2 separate regions of the Mus musculus genome follow, and region 1 is linked to region 2. The links are chromatin contacts, called in public Hi-C maps. All regions are on one chromosome and are shown on one strand. The core of a region is the stretch at or near the end of the contact, and the rest is flanking DNA. Distances in the headings are between cores, read along the strand shown. Region 1 overlaps Kcnk10 (potassium channel, subfamily K, member 10). Region 2 has its middle 70 kb from the start of Gpr65.

Region 1 (4,524 bases), core at 722-3,221, 200 kb after region 2:
TTTAAATTCTCTTCTTGATTCTCCAAATCCTCTCATTGAGAGCGCTCTCTTGTTAGTAACTCTGAGACAAACAACCCAATATCCAAGCCTCACATTGCCTCTAGTTCTAACCAGCACCATCATCGCCTTCCCATTTCAACCAGGAACTTATAGTGGACCCCCCCCCCCAAACAGACCTGCTTGTGATTTAGTGCAACTCGACTTACTGAGAGAAGGGCCATAAAGAGGATGAGAGAAGCAGAGAGCCAGGAGACTAGCCCAAGGAAAATTCCAGTCTTTGCCTGAGCCTGGGGGACTCTGGAATCTTTATTCCTTCTCAGTGTTTGTCCAGCTTTGAAACCCAGGGGCTGAGCTTTCAACCACTTATGGAATATGTGGCCACCATATATGGAAAACGCCTGGGAGATATGGATTCCTAGAGACATCAAGATGGAGATCCTTGTGTACCAAGGAAGGCTATAGGTACAAGCCAGAGAGAAAAGCACATAGAAGATGGCGTACAAAGAAGAGCAGATCGGAGAGACAAAAACATCTATGTGTGGATACAGGAAGAAAGCCTCCCTCTAGGAACCACAGAGGAGACCCTCACAGGACTCTGAGGTTGTCTTGACTGGACTTAGACCCAGGAGAAATAAGTATCGAAGCCCATGGTATTTTGTTACAGTAGCCCAGCCCAAGCTAACTGAGACACCAACTTGGGCCTCCTCTCCCTCCAGCTTACTGCTCTCAAATTACACTCTGCTTCTGCCCTCCCCTCTGCTACATCCTCCCTGCACCCCCTTGTCACTTCTGCATCCAGCTTAGATTTCATGTTCAACACTTCTCTTCAGCCAACTTTCTTTCCATTTTCTCCTATGTGACCATTAACCTTCACTGTCATCATAACTAGACTTAGAATCACCATACAAACCCATCTTGTCATTGAGGGTATTTTCATAAAAGTTTAACGAAGCAAGAAAACCCCACCCTGCGTGTGGGCAGCAGGGGCCTGAACTGAACAAATGGGAAAGAAACTGAGCAGAGGATACTTGTCTTGCAGCTTCCTGACGGTGGATACAATGTTAGCTGCCGCCTCAAGCTCCTGGCGCCAGGACCTCACTGTGAACTGTGGGCCAGGATAAAACCTTCCTTATTTAAGCTGCTTCTGTCGGGTAATTTGTTGCAGCCTATGAGAAAAGTAGTTAATAGATCCCGAACACCTAGAAGTGTACCTCTCAGAACTACTCTTACTCTCTGCTTTCTCTACAGCTGAGATGCTATTTCTGGGAAAATGGAATCTCCTTGGGGACTGCTGTCATTCTCAATCCACAGCCCCCTTCCTCATCTGGTCCTGTCCTGTTTCCCTTCTGCCACGATAAATATTATAAAGACACTAAAGCTAGCCTCACTATCAGTAGACACCATATAGACATAGACACTCGACAAGATACATATTTACAAAGGAATTCTCTGCAGAAAGTGTCAAATAGTACACCTAAACTGGACTTGGCTTCCAGCTATATATTTTAATGAATAAACTATGTTGAACAAGGTATGCCATTGCCTTTATTCCAAGTCTCTGAGATGGAGACTGAACCCTCCCTCCCTTCTGGAACATTCTGCTTTGCAAGCAGTCCTAGCTAACCCCGTTTCCCAGCCTGACTGCTCAGTGCTCCTGGCTCACAGCAGCCACTGAAACCACCTTCAGAAACACTTTTTCCATGGGGGGTGGGGGGAAGTATTTAGACACTTCTTCCTTCACTGTGCCTACGAAGCTGCAAAAATAAACAAGATCTGTCGTAGGGAGAAGACAGTTTGTACGAAACATCCTACAAGTCGGCTTTGCATTTGAGCATCACCTTCTGGTTAATCTCCCTTAGAAAAAAAAAGTTCCTCTAAATGCGCATCCGTGATGCCTACATCAGCACCATCTCTGTGATGCTCATGCAGCTATCAGAGGCGAGGGATGGGTGTGGGTTGCAGGAAGAGTACGACTAGAAGGGCTGTTGCCTCCAGTATTACTCACGAGGCTGAGGAGACAGTGACGTTGGAGGCGTACAAATCCATTCATCTGAAGAGTGTTAAGATAATAATAGCTCTGATTAGAGACGTCTTCAAGGAATCAAGAGACTTATTGAAAACGTAGACTAGATTCCCCGTAGTAAGACAGATCTGTGGATTCCCAGTAGCACCCATGTCTGGAGGATAAGCCGGCCTCTGCTTGAAGGCAAGAGTCAGCACTGCCTGGGCAATCTTGAGGCTGAAACAGCTCCTAGGGAATTTTCCACACCAGCTGCTGAACTCCTCATCCCATCCCCAAAAATATCCTCTCTTGCTAGCGATTCTTTATGCCAGAGAGTAAACTCTTTAGGAGGCCCCTTGACAGTGGGCCCTTTCATCTCTGTCTGGGTCTTGCATAATCCCAACCTCAACGCACATGCTATAAATGCCTTGGATAAAGTCCACAGAAGAAAATCATCAAAAGTTGATCAAGTGTCCCTTGGAGTCGAGGCACCAAGTGCACAGGGACAAGCAGCAGAGTCCCTGCTGCACAGGAGCTGAGCAGTTGGGGTAGAAGTAATCATATGTGGGGAGCAGAGGACAGTACCTTCACCTCCACCCCCACGCGACACAGCACTCATTCTCGGGCTCAGAGGTGACACATGCTGTCACGTGACTCCTCTAGAAAGCTGCCAAGATTCATGCAGCTCCTTATGCTCTTTAAGGGTAGGATGCCCAAAAGCAAGGGTAAACAGAAGTTTGCTCCAGTGACATTTTCAAGAGCCAAATCCTTTCTCGCCATAGATCCTTAGACTCAAGAGTTAATCAGGTGAAAGCTCTATGACTGGTCAGATAGATGCAACTGAGCAGCCAGAAGAAGCGTATTTACCTCCAAGGAACTATGAGATTTATTATTGGAAAATCTAAGTCAAATTAGATACGTAATAGTAGCATATAGTAGCATTAAGCCCTTGATATAGACTAAAAGAATTCCTGTCAGCTTCAGTGAATGTTAACTGCTGGTATGTGATCCTTCTAAATAACCCAGCCAGGGAAACCGCGAGATGAAAAGAGCCATTTTCATAGAAAGTAAAATCTAATCTTCGGATTCTCAGGTTTGAGCCAAGGGATAGAATATTTGCAGAAAATCCTAGCTTCATGTTTAATTCATCGGATAGTCTTAATTCAACTGGTGCTTCATTTCCTTGAAATTGCCTCTGAAGGGGTCATCTGAAGTAGTTCTGTGGTTATGGCGCCTCCGTCTCGTAGAGAAGAGAGGAAAGAGAAGCAGAGAGATTGCCATAAGCAATTAAAAGAGCAAATGACTCACCCTGGCGCTTGTGGAATTTGTGGGCAGAGCCAAGACTTCTTTGCCACTTAGAGAACTTTAATGGCCCTTCAGAGGCCAGTTACCCTTAAACCATCATACTGGGGAGGCAATCCACTCAACAGACATTTGCACCATGGGCACAAGGGTTTCATCCCACAGACAAATTCCAACATGCCCCACCACTAACTCACCGAGGACTTCCACTTGAGGCCCAGTTCTCATGTTTTCTACATCACACTACAAGTACAGGGTGGGTGGTTCCTTTCACCTTCACAGGGCATACGTATGTGACTCAATTTTCTTTTCTTTTTCATTCCTTTCTCTTTTTTTCTACTCCCCTTTCTTTTTTTTTTTTTTTAAGGATGTGGTCTCATGCACCCAAACTGGCCTCAAACCACTAATACCCAAGGATGGCCTTGAGCATTCACCCTCTTGTCTCCAGCTCCTTTGCAGACCTGCGCTGCTACCCACAGCTGGGTTATGTGGTAGTGCAGATCGAACTAAAGGCTTCATGGGAGCTATCCACACTCTATAGCTTCAACCCATAATGCAATTTCTATAAACCTGGCATTTGATGAGAACCTACTACATACTTGGCATTCTGAGATGTGCTAAAATAATTTAGTAAATGCATTATTATCACCAGAGCTGGTGGCTAAAATCCACCATTTTAGCCATTTAAAAATGACCATTCAAGGTGAGCTTCCATATACAGCAAGCAAAAATGCAGGGCAACCAGTTAAATTTGTGTTTTAGATTAATAATCACAACAAAATTTCAAGTGTAGGCCAAATACTACCTGAAACAGACTTTTCCAGATTTTCTTTTGCAATTCAAATTTCACTGGATAGCTGGTATGTTGTCTGCCAACGCTAAGTTAAGGACCAGAGAGAAGCACAGCTATTAACCATCCACAACGCACAAGCCGAGACTGATCCTAGAAGTACTATGCACAGCACTATGGTTTGATGTGTTCCCAGAGTCTGTGTGCTAGAAACCTGGTGGCCAGTGTGTCAGTGCTGAAAAGTAGGACCAGTAAAGGGTGACGGGCCGGGGAAAGTGACTCAGTGGCAGGCCATGTGCTTAGCATGGATGAAGCTTTAGATTCAGTCCCCACAGCAAACCCCCAAAAGTAATCCAACCAGGCAAGCTCTGCCCTCATAAGTGGGCTAACTTCACTGTGCAGGGAGTAGGCTTATTTCTAAGAGTGGGTT
Region 2 (4,997 bases), core at 2,409-4,908:
CATGGTGGGAGTCACTGCATTGTTTTGTCTCCATATGGAGTGATGTGGCATCAAGTTGTTCACTCTGAATTACATTTCAGCTCCAGTATCCCATGGAAATTCTACAGTGGGTCTCTTTATCATGTGTGATACCCTCTTGAGAATATTTATTCAACTTGCTCGATTCTAGTAACATCTTCACTTTTTAAGTAGGATGTTGAGGATGTGTGTCAGGTGACACCAGCTAATAAACAGGCTACTAGGTTCAGAGGACACATACAACAGTCACATAAAAACAACTATAACCAGTTTCTAAAACACTCTGCATCTGGTGGGCAAACATACAAGGCAGATTGCATAATTAGATGTCAGCAAAGACTAGCACAGACCCGCAAATGCTCTGGGCATTGAGACAGGTGCTAGAAGTCAATGGAACCCAAAAGGTTTGGGAGGAATCCTTTACAAAAGCACTGTTGAGGCCTCTAAAGGTTAACTGCAAGCAAACACAATCTTCAGTCATACTCTTTCCTAAACAGATTTGTAATTGCATTCATTGGGAACAGATTGCAATACCAATAACTGCAGCATAATAGAGTTCTACTGCATTTTCAGGGGAACTTTTCCGTTTTTCCAATAAACGATGAATCATGTTTATTTGGAGACCAATTTCACCCACAGCCAGCAACCACAGGAAGATGGATACCGATCCAAGAGTATCAATTATCCCCTCCCACTTTCCAGCACTAGTCTGGAGAAAGCGTCAAACATCGTACATCACCCACTCAGAATCATGGCTAATTTCTCACAGTGTTTAGAAACTCATGCAAATGATTTTCTTTAAAGATGCATCCAATTAGAGGGGGAAGGTGAATAATATCCTGGAGACAGGATACCATCAGCTCAATCAGGAAGCATTTCCTCTTACTCATTAACCCTTCAGTTACTGTGCTTCCTGCCGTCCCACTCCCCCATATAAGCACGTACCGTTTGCTTGAAGAACACAGGGAGTGCAAACCTGAAGAATTAAGTTCAGAAGCCCAGTATCCATGTAAAAATGGGAGGGGATACATGCCTGTAATCCCAGAATTGGACATGCTGGGACAGGTGAAACATTGAACGGTGCTTGGCTGCCAGTCTAGTCAAATCAGTGAGCTCTTGGGTCAAAAAAAAAAAAGGTAGAGTACAACTGAATAAGACATCTGATGGCGACAGATTCACTCTGTCTCTGTCTCTGTCTCTGTCTCTCTCTCTGTCTCTCTCTCTCTCTGTGTGTGTGTGTGTGTGTGTGTGTGTGTGTGTGTGTGTGATTTTTTCAGACATTGTCTCCATGTATTAAAATGCAATAACTCCTGAGAACTTTGTAAAGATTATTTCTTACAAAAACTGTATTAAAAAAAAAAAGACCAAAACCAAGTCATGAGTAATGTTGTTCCTGTTTGATAAGTGAAAAGTTAATGGTAACCAGAAAATATGGCAAAATATGTACAATTCCCAAATATACAGAGAGAGTTTCAAGCTAGATTTTTTCCTTTGTCTTTCCCTTTTTTTCTTATATATTTTTTCCTTTTTCTTTTTTGACACAGAGTTTCTCTGTGTAGCCCTGGCTGTCCTGGAACGTGCTCTGTAGATCAGGCTGACCTCAAACAAACAGAAATCCATCTGCCTGCCTCTGCCTCCTAAGCATTAGGTTTAAAGATGTGTGCCACCACTGCCTGGTGAAGCTACATTTTTTTTTCTAAACCAGTTCAAGACTCTTCCCTTAAGGATGGATTGAAGGAAACTGTTCAGACATGGGCCACCAAGGAGTAAGACATCATTTCATTTCATGTGCCTCTGCGATAGAAATCAGCAACTGCAGTTTCCTGGTTCTAGTTAATGTCCGTTCCATGACAAACACTCAGTTCTTTTGTATAAAGTTCCGAGAGGAGTACACCATAATGAATTGCCTCTGTTGATGTCCTGCTCCCCAAAGACCCCAACATTATCCAGACCCTCTGAGACTCCACAGAACTCCTCGGTGGTTCCTCCATCCTCCGCTGGAAGACATTCAGGGACGGGAGCTCTCTGACTCCCCCCCCCCCCCCAGAAAGTCTCAGCAGCTAAGCATCACACACTTCCCTGCTCTGAGCAGAGACCTCATGGTTTGCAGTTTCCTCTCATGTTCCTGCCACTGGGGACTTAGAATAATTTTCATCCATCTTTCCTACAACAGCCTGTCATAGATTTAAAAGCAGCCCTTACATTCTTGGCTGAGACATCCTGGAATTTTAAACTACAAGTATGACACAATTTTAAATCTCTCTCTCTCTCTCTCTCTCTCTCTCTCTCTCTCTCTCTCTCTCTCTCTCTCTGCTGTTCTTCTAGAATCTTGCCTCCGTTCTTGGCTTATCTTCTAGTCACAGCTTGGCCATTTCTAGTAGCTTTTGGACTGGTGTGCTCACACCACCCATAAACTATACTCTAGACTCCACCCACTAGCTGGAATATTTCTTTTAAGTATGAATACAGTCATGTTTCCCTTTTACTCAAAATCACCTAACAAGCTCGTATCCAGAACACGGATTTTTTAACTCTTTATCTCATTGTCCCAGACATTAACTCTCTAAAAGTCTCAGAAAATGATAGACAACTAACCAGAAATTAATGCTATTACTGCTGAGAAACTTTGAAAGTGTGTTGACACTGTGTTTCATGAACTTTCCAGCCCTTTGTCGATCAAGCTCTGCTGACCCCAACTATAAGATTTTAATTATTTTACACACGTTAAATGTGAATGTGCTGCTCAAGATTTCCCTTAAAGACGTTCATCCTCTAGTTATCATAGATAAATGCAAAGTGGTGTGGCCACACACAAAATCGTAATTCTACAGCATAAACCATCCTCTAGTCATCATAGATAAACGCAAAGTGGTGTGGCCACACACAAACTTGTAGTTCTACAGCATAAACCAGCAGTTGTTTTGAAATTCGTATGTTTTAAAATGAGAGAGGAAAATTCAGAGACTCTACAGAGTGTATAAATAGAAGTTCCTGCCTTTGTGGGGTTCAGTCTGGTCTTGGTGACACATTAAGTCAGCAGTCACAGAGACGTGAAATTACAAATGCTATGAAAGAAAAATACAAAGGAGCTTAATCTAATGGCAGGTCATTTCAAGGGTGACCTGAGGATGCTTCAGCTGAGATGTAAAACATGAAAAGTCCTTAACTGGCAACTGCTTCCCTTAAGCCCCCGTGTTTCTTACAGCGGGTTTCCTGATGGCTTCTTAATGGGCAGAAGCAGTACAATAGCTTTCCCCTGGAGATCATCACCACCAATCCCTTTCCTCTTTGTACCCGTATGTCACTCCATTATCTGGGACGATTTTAGATTGGCCTTCGATTTCCTTGAAGAACAAGATGTAGCAGAATGTTGCTACATGGAGGAGACCCAAGGGAGCTGACCCTTGAGAGATGGGGCCACCTTGGGTGTCCAGTACAGGTGAACTTTCTTATGACCTCAACTCTGCAGCTGTCTAACCATAACTGTGTGAGAGATCTTGTCAGAAATTGCTAACCTAAGCCTCAATACCCAGAGAGCCAGGACTGATGATGATGATGATGACGACGACGATGACGATGACGATGAGGCTGAGGATGATCGTGATGCTGACGGTGGTGATGAGAGTGATGATGATAGTGTATTTTTAAACCAATGTGCTTTTAGGGCATTGTTATATAGCAGTGGGTAAGCAGAAGGCTTGCCATGATCATATTAAGCCTGTGATAAAGATTTAGCCTAACGAACTGTGTTATATCAAGTTCTGAGTGCAGAGTAAGAGGATGGGAACAGGAAATGGAACCATGTGAGATTGGGAAGTGGTTTTGTTTTTAACACGGTGTATTATTAATACTTAGAGTAGCATAATTAGCTCTCTTCACAAGCTTACACACAGAGCGCGATGTTTACGCCTCTAGTTCCTAGCTCAACCACAGGCACAGCCATCCAGTCCCATGAAGGCTGAACGCAGGTGGTTCTGAATACAGTAGGGCGATGCTTGCCCAGAAGAATCGGATACATAAGCTTTAAAGGCTGCTAAAAATATATCCTCTAGAAGAACCATGCTCCATCTGTCAGGGGCGGATAAGAGTATCTACAGATTCAGCACTCTCAAGAAAGGCTCTGCAGAACAAAGGAAAAGGCAGAATGATGGAAATGAGAACAATGTATTAGCCAGGGAAAGATAGCCAATACGGGACAATACTGCTTTCCTTTGTTCCGGTGGTAATTGGTAATCCACTTTACTTGGATAATGACTATTGCCTTACAATGTGATCTCAGGCTCACACAGTAGTTCAATTGAAGTTCTATCCTGTGTTGGCGTCGCACTTTCTTGAGTATCCTCGAGTAATTCAACATTCCTCACAGAAGCACAGGCTGTTAAGGAAGGCTAAAAGAAAGCCTCCAGCCAGGACTGTGGATTGTACGGCATAGCCTGTGTGTCATTTTATTATGTGCATAAGTCAGTGACCTAGGCTCAGATTCCCACCCGCTGTTGATTTCTCACTCAGAAATATTCATAAAAAAATTCTATTTTTGCTTTGTTGGAAAATGACTCAGGGTTAGAAGAATGCACACACACAGGAGTGTGTGATAGGAGTTCTCTTCCATCTTATCACAAAGACACTGGCTTGGCATCCAGCAGGAGGTAGAAATTCTGGTCAAGCTTTACTCTCATCAAATACTAAGGCAGTACTTATTATGTGCTGAACAAATACTCTTAGGATTAATTCACTTAATTTTTAAAATTCAAATGGAATATGTGCTATCACTCTTCCCATTTGATAGATTAGGAAACTGAGGCAGAGGGTCATGTAAATCACTTAAGGTCCTGGAATTTGCAATGGTCAAAGTACAATTTTGGACTCATCAATCCAGCATGGACATCTCTGCATTCAACCAATCAACTGCACTGTGGTGCCTCCCAATTGAAAGGAATACTTTTGTATTTACCTAATTTTCAACCTCATTTTACCCCTAA

What was found. Hi-C and Micro-C count contacts between places; a contact is called where the count stands out from the background.
Region 1: a Hi-C map of cortical neurons shows a contact between it and region 2. The contact joins two enhancer-like sites. A contact is called at or near these places in 2 of 484 Hi-C or Micro-C datasets (cortical neurons and nephron progenitors) and 1 of 9 other capture datasets (liver).

The regions. Positions count from the first base shown.
Region 1 is chr12:98,533,605-98,538,128 of GRCm38.p6, forward strand. The region is part of intron 1 of Kcnk10 (potassium channel, subfamily K, member 10); the gene reads right to left. Among named protein-coding and RNA genes, the nearest start is that of Gm40893, 12 kb to the left of the region's middle. Within about 2 kb of position 1,972, at least 23 of the 459 cell types and tissues checked have an H3K27ac peak or open chromatin away from gene starts, as enhancers often do. A contact at or near this core is called in cortical neurons, where this site is marked.
Region 2 is chr12:98,335,708-98,340,704 of GRCm38.p6, forward strand. No RefSeq gene overlaps it. Among named protein-coding and RNA genes, the nearest start is that of Gpr65, 70 kb to the left of the region's middle. Within about 2 kb of position 3,659, at least 6 of the 459 cell types and tissues checked have an H3K27ac peak or open chromatin away from gene starts, as enhancers often do. A contact at or near this core is called in cortical neurons, where this site is marked.